3 separate regions of the Rattus norvegicus genome follow, and all the other regions are linked to region 1. Evidence: chromatin contacts called from public Hi-C data. All regions are on one chromosome and are shown on one strand. The core of a region is the stretch at or near the end of the contact, and the rest is flanking DNA. Distances in the headings are between cores, read along the strand shown.

Evidence for each region. A called contact is a pair of places that touch in the nucleus more often than the background predicts.
Region 2: a Hi-C map of frontal cortex shows a contact between it and region 1, with 3 times the contacts expected there. The contact joins the enhancer-like site here to the promoter of Sema6d in region 1. A contact is called at or near these places in 2 of 12 Hi-C or Micro-C datasets (frontal cortex and psoas muscle) and 1 of 1 datasets of contacts at active chromatin or transcription factors (oligodendrocytes).
Region 3: a contact with region 1 is called in a Hi-C map of Schwann cells, with 11 times the contacts expected there. The contact joins the enhancer-like site here to the promoter of Sema6d in region 1. A contact is called at or near these places in 8 of 12 Hi-C or Micro-C datasets (Schwann cells, frontal cortex, kidney and 4 more) and 1 of 1 datasets of contacts at active chromatin or transcription factors (oligodendrocytes).

Annotation. Positions count from the first base shown.
Region 1 is chr3:132,335,216-132,339,414 of GRCr8, forward strand. It overlaps Sema6d (semaphorin 6D), which reads left to right and starts at 2,141. Exons shown (of 16, transcript NM_001107768.1): 1 at 2,141-2,578.
Region 2 is chr3:132,020,074-132,024,272 of GRCr8, forward strand. It overlaps a transcript of Sema6d not described here. Among named protein-coding and RNA genes, the nearest start is that of Sema6d, 320 kb to the right of the region's middle. Within about 2 kb of position 2,483, at least 3 of the 93 cell types and tissues checked have an H3K27ac peak or open chromatin away from gene starts, as enhancers often do.
Region 3 is chr3:132,631,588-132,635,786 of GRCr8, forward strand. No RefSeq gene overlaps it. Among named protein-coding and RNA genes, the nearest start is that of Slc24a5, 140 kb to the right of the region's middle. Within about 2 kb of position 1,739, at least 43 of the 93 cell types and tissues checked have an H3K27ac peak or open chromatin away from gene starts, as enhancers often do. A contact at or near this core is called in Schwann cells, where this site is marked.

The sequences.
Region 1 (4,199 bases), core at 891-3,390:
CTGGGCTAAACAATAAGCTCCAGGCTAGCCTGAGCTACGCAGTAAGATGTTGTCTAGTGGTGCTTGTGAGAGGTGGGTTCAAGAATCTGGAATGAACCTTTGCTGCTATGGCAGACACAGAGTGACGAGCAAACCTGTCAAGGTGGCAGGTGGATTGTTCCCTCACCAACCAAGTAGCCCCTGTCCTCATTTTGCATCTTCACAGTGTGGCCAGTACCCTGCCTGCAGTACAGAAAAGAAAGAAAAAAAAAAAAGAAAGAAAGAAAGAAAGGAAGGAAGGAATGACCGCTGGCCGGGAAATGCTCACAGCTTTCTGGGTCAGAAGTTGGCTAGGGGAAGACCCTGACTGCCAAGTAACTTGCAATGATGTCAGAGCCCCACACAACCAGAAAACACCAGCCAACCAGGAACAAAAGACTTAACAGCAGAAAAAACACTGAGCTAGCCTCAGAAGCCACTCTTTCCGCCCCCTACCCCTTTCTTGTAACAGGAGGAACAGAGGGAAAAGCTTGCATTTAAAAAGGCTGCCCTTTCTCTCCTGGCTTGCTTTTGGCTACAAGTTTTTGCCTACAAGTGTTAACAGGGGGGGTCTTTTTGGAGTTTTTTTTTTTTTTTCAAATCCAGGGCAGTGTTCTTGTTAAATGTAAATATATATCTGTGTGCGGGAGAAAAGCAGGAAGACTCTAGACAAGAATTTGCTTCCATGACCGGTCCACAATAATTAACCACACTCAAAGGAAAGCCAAAAGTTTGGCGGAAATGCTCTCCTCTTTCTCTCTTTAAGCGAGGGCATCAGGGTTGATTCCAGCCACTTAGAACCCTTAAGTGATACATGCTTAGATTGGAAACTAATAAACATAGACCGTTCTTGGAAATGAACTTTAAATTAAGATCCTCTTGTTTGGGGATATATGATTCTTTTATTTCATTTATGACAATCCGTACATCTTAAATGATGTCGCTTCAAGGACATTTTCATTTCTCCCACAACGTATTAAACGAAACACTTGCCTGTAAAACCGGCTCATTAGCCTGCAAAATTACACTGTACCGAATGGCTTTCATTCAAAGTGGAAATAAGATTTTTAGTAGGCAATTTCTGTATTTTTTAAAGCTACGGCTATGTTTGATTGCTTCTTCCCAGCTGTTTTACTTAGTGGTTATAAAGATAAATGGGGGAGGGGCTTGTGAAAATGAGCTCAAAAATAAATCCTAGACTAGAAAACTAAGACAAAACTTCGGGGTACAACTGCGCCCACCGCACCACTGGGCTGCAGCCATTTGTCCTCCGATCGTCTAGGGTGGCTGGCTGGGAGAGTAGTGAGGGCGCCTGGAGGAAGGGAGAGGCGGCTTTGCAGGCTACAGAGGCGGCGCCAGCTGGGCGACCCGGCTCGGAGAGGCGCGGGAGGAGCGGCTCCGCTAAGGTGGGAGAGCCTGGGCGCGCGGCCGAGCGCGATCAGGGACGCGGCGGCCACTGGGGTCGAGGCCGCGGCGCGCGTAGGACTCTGGGCGGCGCTGGCCGCGGTGGGAGCTGCAGAGCGGCGAGGGAGCCGGGATCTCAGGGAGCGACTCGGAGATGGATCGAATTACACCATTTGCCGAGCAGCGGTTTGTTTTGCTGGCGCTGGGTCCCGCCGCCGCCGCCGCCGCCGCCGCCCCCGCCGCCTTGGCTAGAGCGGACCAGTTTCAGGATAGATCGCAAGGCGCGACCCGAGACCGTGGGATTGCTCTTTCTGCACACCGTCTTGATCGGCTTTTCCATCTGATCCTGACAAGCTTTATTTGTCTGTTTTTTAAAGCAGGCTTCCCTATGAGAGGTAAGACAGTCTCCCAAGCTCCGCTGACGCTCTGGGTGCGTGATGGGGGTGGGACCCCGAGCCCGGAGCCCGCAGAGCAGCTGTGTGCGGGCGCGTGTGTAAGCGTGGGCGTAGCGTCGCATCTCCCCGGAGTTCATTGCTCTCCCAAGCCGTACGGTCTCCAGCGGTGCCCGAGGCGCCTGGGGAGGTCTGGCTGACCGGTTCCAGCTGGCCGGTGGGCGGCCTGGGGGGCGGGGCGGGGCGGCTCGGCCCTCCTCCTAGGCGCACCCCTCCTCCGGGGGCGCACCCCTAAGGGAAGAAAAGACACCCTAGGCTGCAAGGAAAAGTTTCTTCCTGGCAGGGCTGGCTCTGCGCTGTTCCGCAAGCCGTCAGGGTGAGCCCGCCTTCCTCGCCGCGGGGCTTGCAGCCTCCAACCCTCCAGCCCGCAGCGCAGCCCAGGCTGCCCGGCCACCTTCGGCTGGGAGGACGCCTGGGAGCGCGGAGCCACTGACTGGGCACCCACCCGCGGGGTTCTCAGCCACTCTCCCCCGCAACTTTGCGTGCTTTGTTCTCTGACTGAAAAATGCTCCACCGAAGCGCCCTGGACGGGGTCTTCTCCAGGCGGCAAGGGCTCGACCGGGAGACGTGTTACGCTCTCAGCTCCCCATCAATTATGGATGGAAACAAATAAGGAAAAGTCAATTTTGTATGAGCCGCTTCTTTCGCGGCTAGAGGCGTCTTGTAGCCGGGAGCAGAGGCAGGCAAACCGAGGCCAACACCAGGTAGGGAAACTTCCAGATTCTACTGCAGTGACCCTCTGTAGAAACTGAGGCAGTAGCCGCCCTGGGGGGATTGGGAAGCGCTTTCAGCTTCCAGTCGGACGTCTAACTCTTGAGATCTAAGAACTTGGAGGTGTGGATGCAAAGTGAGTTTGGAATTTTTCTCATTATTTGGCTACTAGGATCATTGCTGGCAGAGTACTGTTTAAATCTAATACTTGTTTTTTAAAAAAAAAATGCCATGGAGCGCGCTGGGGAGGGGTGGGGGAAGTATTGCGGTAGGGTATGAGTTAGAGCACTGGAGGAATTGGACTGGTCAGTAGTCAATTCCAGCATCCTCAGAGTGGGACAGCACATCGTTATTATAGATATAACCCCCAACCCCGACTTTGTGTACAGTAACTGGACTCCGTGTCAACCACTAAGGCTTCTTTGCCTTAAATACAACGCTGCTTCTGGTTACTTATGGGAAATGTCGAGGGCTACTTCCTCTCAAAACTTCTAGCTACTACAAATTTTAAGTCTGCACTACCAAAATATATGTGTTTTCCCCTTCCTTCTGCTTGATACTTGACACAGTGAAATAGAATCTTTTGTTTATTTCAATGCCAAAGTCTCGGGGAAAGAGTTAACATTTTTATTCAGTTGGTTTCGTCTCTGGCCCTTGAAAAGGAGAAATACTCTCCTTGGAGAAAATCTCCAAGGCTTTTCTTCCCTGTATTGTGAAATCTTAGACAGCTGGGGGTGGGGGGTAGCGTTTTTACTGTCGTTTTGATGGCACAAAACAATAGATTCTGGAACTGTGTTTATTCATGATGTTAAGTGTCTACCCGAGGAAATTAACTTCTCTTTAGTATCGGGTTAATGTAGTGAGTGACAGACTCATTCTCTCAAGCTAGCATGCATTACACACGAGCATTTATCCTGGCTCAGATACCTAAAAATTACAGATACGCTCTGAGATTGGGCCTATATCACTAGGAGCTTAAATATCTGAAGATAAACTACAGCCGGGATCTGCTTTTCAGGCTTTGGTTGAGGTCTCTGAGCTATGCTCCAAGGAGACAGTTAAATGCATATGAGATCCTAAGATTTCTCTGCTGGCTTGCTTAGGAAGAGCAACAAACCACTAGCATTTCTTACTGGATCCTGCAGGATATTGGCACCCATCTCATTTCTCCTGAGAATGCTACATAGGTACCCTTTCTGAGGAGCGCGTCTGTGATGCATGAGAATGTGGCAGGAATACTGTGACGGCTCCATCGCCAGGCATCTGGTTAGCCTGAGTTTGATTTAGATCTATGGGCATTTTGCCACCCCTACCCCCTTTTTTTCGATACCCTCTAATAGTACCAGCACCATCTGGTCATGCCTCCCTTGGTTTGATGAATTTGAAAGATGGCTGTGACGTCAGCCTTAGTCCTCAGAGTGAGGGCAACTTAAAAACCCTGAAGACTTCAGTTCACTGGCTTGCTGCACAGGAAGGCTCTGTCCAGTAACTAATGTGGGTAAGTGAGCCTCTGTATCCTGTCGTCTGGTGGTTTCCGTTCCTTGAAAGGCCATGGACAAGAAGCTTGGATTCAGAACTTTAATTCCAAAAGATCCTCACGGTTGCTGAGGACTT
Region 2 (4,199 bases), core at 1,233-3,732, 310 kb before region 1:
ATTAAAAATTCAGCAGATGGTAAATATAAGGCTGATGTCTTCTTTTTTCCATCCAAAAGCTATCATAAATAATCATATGCTTCTAAAACACAGACCTAAATCGGAGGGACTAAGCACTGTATGTTCTAATTTTAAAATATCTCAGATGGTATATGTATGTATGTATGTGCTTATGTTATCTGTGAAAAATCAGGGAACTGGTGTCTGTTACCTCAGAGTAAATATATAGATAAATTCGATGCATAGACAATCCAGTCCTGTGTACCTTATAATTAGGAAATGACTTGGAACATTAGAGCAGAACTGAGAGATCTCAGAGCCTTTCAAGTCTGAGCCAATGAATTGTGGTATGAGCGCACGTGAGTGCGTGCATGTGTGTGTGTGTGTGTGTGTGTGTGTGTGTGTGTGTGTGTGTGTGCGCGCGCGCGCGCGCACGCGTGCGTGCATACATATGTATGTGTGGTATGTATGTGTGTGTGTTTGTGTATGTGTGCGCATGTGTATGTGTACGTGTGAGTGTCTGTGTGTGTAGGCAATCATGTTATCCTCATTGGGCCTATTCCTCATCTATTGACTAGGATGTCGGATAAGTCTGTCTCTATTCCTTCCTCCCTCCCTGATGTCACAAATATGGACCGTGTACAACCTTTCTGTGGGAACTGGGTATTGAACACAGCCTCCCCCACCCCTTGCTTCTCTAGAAGGCACTTTACCCCCGGAGCTATATCTTCAGGGTCTGAGCCATCCGTTTTGGTCTAAGGTATCTCTGGTTAGATGAGCTGATTAAACATTAATTCAATTAGTTCTCACCATGCTATCTTTAAGATTTTTTGCACTTTTTCCCGTAAGATTCATCTTCCTTTCATTTCAGTATGTCTATTTCTAAGTCTGTACTTGTCTATTCCAGTAGTGTGGTTAGAGCAAGGTGGTCCACCCCGGCCTCCAAAGCTCATCCCACGGGACGAGACAGAGTTTGGAGACTGCTGTTTAGTTTGACTGTTGAATGTATTTGGGACCCTATACCTCTTGTACAATATTCAACAAAAGCCTGTTTGCGCCTCATTAAAATTAGATTGGCCACTATTTTCTTTATAGAAATTATGCTCCTATTTATTAAAGCTAATTATGCAATGTGGCATTTTTCTTTTCCGTTTGTATTCCTGAATGCCTGGTCTCAATGGGAGCATGTAGGTGAAGATCGATAATCGGTCTCTTATTAGAGCAGGGGGAAGCATCCATTGGTACACTGCATTCAGCTGGGTGTAAGAGGGCTTATTATTAAAGTAGCAGCAGGCATTCAAAGCCCACGCTTGCTGGCAGTGCTGGACACTCAGGATTAAATAATCAGCCATCAGGCCCTGTCTCATAAATGTTTTTCTTTGACTTTTGGCAGGATCTTCAACCTGAGCAGATGCCAGTTGACATGGGAACTCTGAGGCCAGCAATTTAAGGATTTTCACATTTGCCTGCAGTGGTAAGATTTAAAGATATAATAACAAAACACAGAAAATGTTACAAGGCTCTGGATTTTTGTACTAGATGCAAAATGAAGTGCTTTAGGTAAACAAGTTCCTATCTATACATTTTCCCTGTAAGTTATCTTACCAAAACGAAAGAAAATATCAGAGAAACCCCATGATTAATCCTTAAACGTCAAATATAGATAGTATGGTTAGGCTGGATTAAAGGAAAGAAATTGAGTAATAGCTGTAGTTCCTTAAGTTATACAACTGGACCAAGAAGGGGACATGGTTTTCACCTCCTACAATGAGCTGTTTCTACAGAGATGAAATATTAGTTGTTAGAGCACAAAGTCCGTGTCAGTGGGAGAAAAGAGGAAGTGGCTGTTTTCAGTTCTGTAGGGGGCAGTAACAGCCTTAGCATGAGTCTTGAAACTGGGTTGTGAGGGAATGGGATCTGTAGTTAATTAAGTGATTGCATAACAAGAAGACTATCTGGCACTGGTAGTGTGGCCTCCACACTGGACACTTGCTGCCGGTAGAGCCACATCTGTGTGCTGGGACTTCAAAACATTGCCATAATGTTGAAGATGCCAGCCGATGAGCTTGCATCGTGTTATTGAACGATGGGTTTAAAAATAGAAATCTTTCACTCCCCTGCATGTGTGTTTACATGCATGTGCACACACATACATACACACTCTTAGATCCGATGCCAAGGAATAAATGCTGAAACTATCAGCAACCAAATATTTACAACTTTTTTTGAAGGAATCACAGTGTCTGTATACATTCTAATACAGATAGGCATCGCACCAGGGAGTGGTTAACACACTTCAAGTACAATCACATCGTCTGACGTTAGTGAATTCGTGGGGTTTTGAGTTGTTGGGGTTAATAGAATAAATTGAGAAACAATGCCTGATTCTCCTCCACTTCAACTTGAGACTGATCTATCTCCGTAGTGTGTGGCTGTCCTCAGCACATCTGGTTCTCTGAAGAGTACTGTCCTAAAATAGATCCTGGATTCTTCCGAGTCCTTATTTTAATGAAGCCTAACAGCATGTCCATGGTACACTGACCAGACTATGACTCTCTGCCATTTCGTTGGATGTTCTTATATAACAGGCATGGTTTTGTATTTGTAAATTTGAAAACCATGAATTGGGTGTATTTAGCATTTCAGTATGTTCTTCTCAAATTGTCTGCTTCTGTACTTAGTTACATTAAAAAAGTTACATTAACTTTTGCTTTAATGCTTGTGTTCTTAAAAACTGCTTATGAACAATGAATCAAATGACAGTGAAAATGCTGGAAGCTAGAAGATGTGTTGTATAGATTGATGCCAGGACTAGCAATACAGTGTCACATAACATTGTTTTTACATCTAGTTAGTTGTTAGTTGTGTTAGTTAGTTAGTTAGTTAGTTAGTTAGTTAGTTAGTTAGTTAGTCACTGTGTGTATTATGTGTGGACCCATATGAGAAAAGTAAGTAAACCGCTTCTTGGAGTCAGTTCTTCCTTTCCACCATGTGGGATCCGGTGGGATCAGTTACACCATGTTTGATGAAATGCGCCTTTTCCCCCTGGGCTACCTCGCTTGCTTCCATCATAATATCTTGCATCTGATAGTCATGGGGTCCTTTTGAAATTTTTTAAGTTGCCTTTCATATTTCATTCAATGCCTTAGCTGTGCTTCCTAGAACTATCACCAAACCTTTGTTTTTCCCATGCATGAGTCATAGTTTCCTTATCTAGATGTAGAGTTTAAGTCAACTTTTTAATAGGGATGTCGTTACACTGCAGATAATATTTAATATATTCCTGTACACTTATCTTCCATCAAGAATACACCCTCAGTAAATGTAAAGTCTGACTTGAAGCTCTGCAGATTCAGAATGACTGTTTTCACTGAACGGAGGTTCACTTAAGAGAGATGGACTTTGGGTCTGGTTGATTTCAGTCCACGATGTTTTTTATTCACAGTTCTATATAATAAAGTTTGAATTAAACACACATATTTATAGACAATACATTAAATCCTAGAAGAGCCAGCAATTAACCTCAACATGCTTTCTAGAATTTCAAAGGGCAAGAAAGGGCGAACAGTAGAATGAGGGTAGCATGGAGAAACACATACATATGGACACCACACACACACACACACATACACACACACACACACACACACACACACACACACACACACACACACACACACACAGAATATGCTATTGGCCTTAATGAAATTATAAACCTCTATGAAAGTACTTTACGACTGACTTTCGAACCACAGAGTCACATGAACTCTAGGCTGTTATTTTTCTTATTGAGAAAGAGGAGCTTTAAAAGATGTTGCAAATATTATGCTAAAGATTTGCATTAGGATATGGGGAGGTTTCTCTGAATGTAGCCCAGAGCTTCTGTCTTATAGAGAACCAAGGGCAACACCTTCCCGTTCTATATCTGTGATATAAGGACACTGTTAACAAATCAGACTCGTTTGAGAAAGGCTGTCTAGGAGCTGAAGAAAGTAATGAAGAATCCGACCTTTGAATCTGCAGGCCTCTACCCAAGCCCTCAAACATTATCTGACTTAGCTGAAGAGGTTTTTACTTCCTTACTTCTGCACATTCCTTCAATGTTGAGATTTAGATCTTAGTCTACAAAACTATGATTGATATTAATTTTACTTTTTTGAAAAATTTCCTGAAAAAAATACACAAGAAACACATTGTAA
Region 3 (4,199 bases), core at 489-2,988, 300 kb after region 1:
GTCAAGCCATTTTATTGACTTGCCAAGTCAAATAATGGCCAGAAGGGGAAAGTCTAAGGTAGAAAAAGGAAGTTTCACTTGGGAGACGGAAGAAAGTGCTATCTCAAGGAGGATTAATTGATTAGAAGCCCAGGCACACTTATTTATCATCCACTGCCTACCTCTCTCCTGGACCTCAGGGGTATGAGGAAGAATAAAACAGTCTCCCTTCTCTTTATTTTCTGCAATTACCTGCACAAGACCTGCCCTGTCAGCAGTCAGCCATGGTAGGGAGGGCCGTATGGGACCCTGTTCCTCCCTCTTGAATACTGACTACAAACAGAAGCAGGTAGAGGGAGAGTCACCGCCTTTAGTTGGGCACCCACTGGTGAGCCCATCAGGCTCCAGTGGACAGTTCCAAGCCTATGAGTAAAGACTCAGTGGGTCACAAAACAAAACAAAAGGACGCCTGGAAAAGGGAGGCGGGAAGGTTGACAGGAGTGGGAGGCGAGAGTAATTAGAACACATTGTACACATGTATGAAATGTCAGGGAACAAATTTAATTCATTAAAATATTTTTAGGATAAAATTTGTCAAAGAACTAAGTCTATATTAATTCTCTGATTACAATATAAATGAAAATGGTAGTGATTTTATCAGTGGGCAACGGAAGGAAGTAAAGCCGGGCTAAGAGTCAGAAGCAACTGGCAAACAGGTACATCACAGTACAGTGTGCGGAATGCACTTCCCGCTACAGCGTGTTGAAGGCGCTTTGTTCCACAGTGTGCTGCAAGCACATCACGTGCACGTGTGAGAAGGCACGTCACACTGCAGAGTGCTCTCTACAGGCTCTGTGAAATGATAGCCAGTGCTGTGTAGGAGACCGTGGGAATCACTCCTACATGGTCATTTAATCTTTGAAAACAAGTAATATCCTTTCGACGGAACAAAATGTTCAAAAGCGAATGTCTACCATTATTTTGGAAGTAGTCTGGGTTCCAGCAAATGCAGAAAGAGGAATGGGATGAGGAGGCTGAGGAACTATGCATGGAAGGAGAGCCTTCTATCTCTGTTGGAAATTTGGAGACAACGGTTTAAGTTTGTAAGAGTGGGATGGAGTCAGGAGGATGAATCGAGATGCAATGCACTGACCTTCGCATGGCTTCAGAGGTTGAAGACAGCGAAGCCATAAGCAGTGAATAGCAGTGTGGGCTCTTGGGAGGAAGAAGGCAGTCCTGAGTGTGTGGTGCTGCAGTGACGATTGCATCATAGGGTTGAAAGCAGAGAGAAGTTTCTCTCTGTGTCACTGACTGCTGACAAAATGGAGATCTTGTGGCCACAGGCCATCTGCAAGGCCCGGGTCATACAGAAATAGTGAATTCATGCATAATCTCTGGAGGTTCTTCACGGACAATCACAGACTTGTTTGTCTCTCCCTTTGGCATTTCTGTGATGCCGTTCCTAGAATATTTTCCCTGGATCTTTCTTCTCACCCCCAACTTTTATGCATCAAAGGACGCTTTAGCAGCATGAAGCCTCTGCTGTGAAGAACATTCCCTCAGACTGAACTCCTGGAGCCAGCGTGGAATGTTCCTCTGTGTCTGGTTTCCAGCTACTCACAGTATAAGGGCCTTACGCAGAGGATAAGAACACAACTAGAAAAATAAAAACATTTCGAAAACTCCAAATCCTCATGTGTTAATCTGGGACAATACAGTTCTCAGAATTCTAGATCTCATTGCCTAGTCCGACCCATACCAGGCTGTGGTGGGTGGTGTGATCTGTAAGTCACTATGCACTGGGGGAAATGAGCCTGGGCTGGCTGTGCATAGAAAAGGAAGACACTGCCACCTACAGGCTATAAACTTAGGGAGCTAGGAAATTCATGTTTAATTTAGAGGAGAGTTGGGGTTGTTTTTTTTTTTTAAGGTAACATTTTTCATAAGCCTTAAAAGTCTCAAAGTTGACTAACTTATCCCTGTACCTTTGAGCAGCCCTGTCCCGCAATGGTCACAAGCTTTAGCTGTCATTGGAGACTCTAGTTCTAAGGTAAAGGAAACCAAGGTTGGAATTGCTCTGTGGGGACTGAGAACTACTCTGGACCTTGCACTGGGACACTGGGAAAGTGTAAGTAATTGTCTGCTGGTGTTCTCTTTAAATCCTAAGCACACTTCGGGTCTCAATTCCCTTCTTTGTAAACTAAGGTGATTAGAGAAGATTACATGAGTGTTTTCCAAAACTGGAATTGTTGTGTCAGCATGGGTGGTGAGATCGGAAATTGTTAATATTAATTGCTTCTGGTTCCATCCCAGGCCCTAGAGTCAGAAACTGTGCAAAAGGCAGGCCCTCGGGTGTGAGGAGGGCTCAGTCATATGACTTATAAATGTTTAATACGCAATTCCTTACCTCTAAGATGATGTCATCTGCAGTTCAATCAACTGTCTCCTGGGAAGGTGAAGTTTGGGGGAAAAGGAGGGGGACGGTTGAGCTTCAAGAAGCCCAGGGGTCCCTCTCTCCTCCACTATGCACCATCCATATGGTCAAGTAAATGTCTGAAAACTAAGCCTTCACCCAAGCCTACTGAGTAAGGCCTCTACTCTGCCAACTTCTCTCCATGCTAAGTTGGGTTTTCTTGGTAATGCCCCAACTACAAAATGTCACCCTTCAAAGCCTAGGTTCTCCCTCCTTTTCCACAGAGTTTGCAAATGACACTAATCCACATTTCTCTTCCTTCCTAAATCCCTCATAATTCTCTAACAGCTTCTGATATTAATCGCTCATCTACACACACACACACACACACACACACACACACACACACACACTGTAAGTTTCTGCTCTCATGACTCATATGCTCAGCCCATGAGTCTGTTGAGTTACTGGTACAGTCAGGCAGAAACTTATGTTGAATGAATTACTGATGATTGGTTTGAGAGAATTCTCTGGTTATGAATCTGAGTCTTTGAAAAACATTCAAGCAATCTCTATTTTCCTTCTCCTTCCCCAACAACAGACCTAAAGGATTCTATGAAAGCATCAAGATAATGTTACAAGTAGCTGCCAGCTTTATATACACACACAGGGAGGGGGGAGGGGAAGGAAGGGAGAGAGACAGAGAGAGACAAACTGAAGAGCTGAGGGAAGTGGAGGGCTTCCCAGGCGCTCGGATAGACCACTACGTGAATTGGTAGATTAATCACTCTTCAGATTTCCCTCAACTTTGGAACATTTGCTTGGGAACGCCAAAGTGTAGGCATGTACACACTCCATTACACCAAACCTTTAAACATTCTTTTGAAGGAGACAAGAAAAGAAATTATGTTTTCAATGTAGTTAGTTGATGCTAGAAAAGAAACTCCAGTATGGGAAGCCACACTCAAACCCTTGAGGCTAATGCAGTCACAACGGTGAGTGACATTGAGGATTAGAGTTGTTTTCCAAGAGGTCAAAGAGTCAGTCAGAGGTCTGAAGTTACCCCAAGTTTTCTCCTTTCACATAGGAGGTGTGGTCACCAGAATGTGGTTTGGCAATTCCACACCCAATAGGTGTGCTAGACTTTGAGGCAAAGGAATCATCCGTTTGCATCAGGTTCCCAGCTCCTAGCCCTTTTGCAGAACCGCTTCAGGATAAGCTATTAATGCTCACAGCCATTTGGGAACCCAACTGAAGAAAGTTTATTCTATCACCCTTAAATGTCTTTATACAGATGCCATTTTAAGAGGCCTGCTTGTTTATAGAAAGGGCCATTTGCAGTTGACCAAAATTGAACAGGGTCAAAGTTTGCATCTTCGTTTAATAGGATTATTCTGCTGTTTTAGGACTGTCAGGAAGGCAGTCCAGATATATAATGAGTTTTGTAAAAATCCACACTTTATAAATTACATGTTGTCTTACTGAGCCCCTGTCAGCATGTGGCTTTCTAAATGATCAATAATGGAGAGATGTTTTCTGCACAGCCCAGAACAGCTGTCTGGAAGCTGCTGGGCGTAGGTGGTGGCATTTCAACTGGGCCAGTCAATGAAAGACCCCTTATTGTCTACCAGCGAGGAGCAGGCTACAGTGTATCGTGTGCTCAGGATCCTTTGAAATAAAGGTGCAAGAGGCAGAGAATGGACGCTATTCAGCTGCGTGGAGGGCAGATATGGTCCTGAGAACAGAGACTGTCTTCATGGGGCTGGACTTCGTGCTTGGGTGGAAGGGGACACTGGCAGCAGTCTTG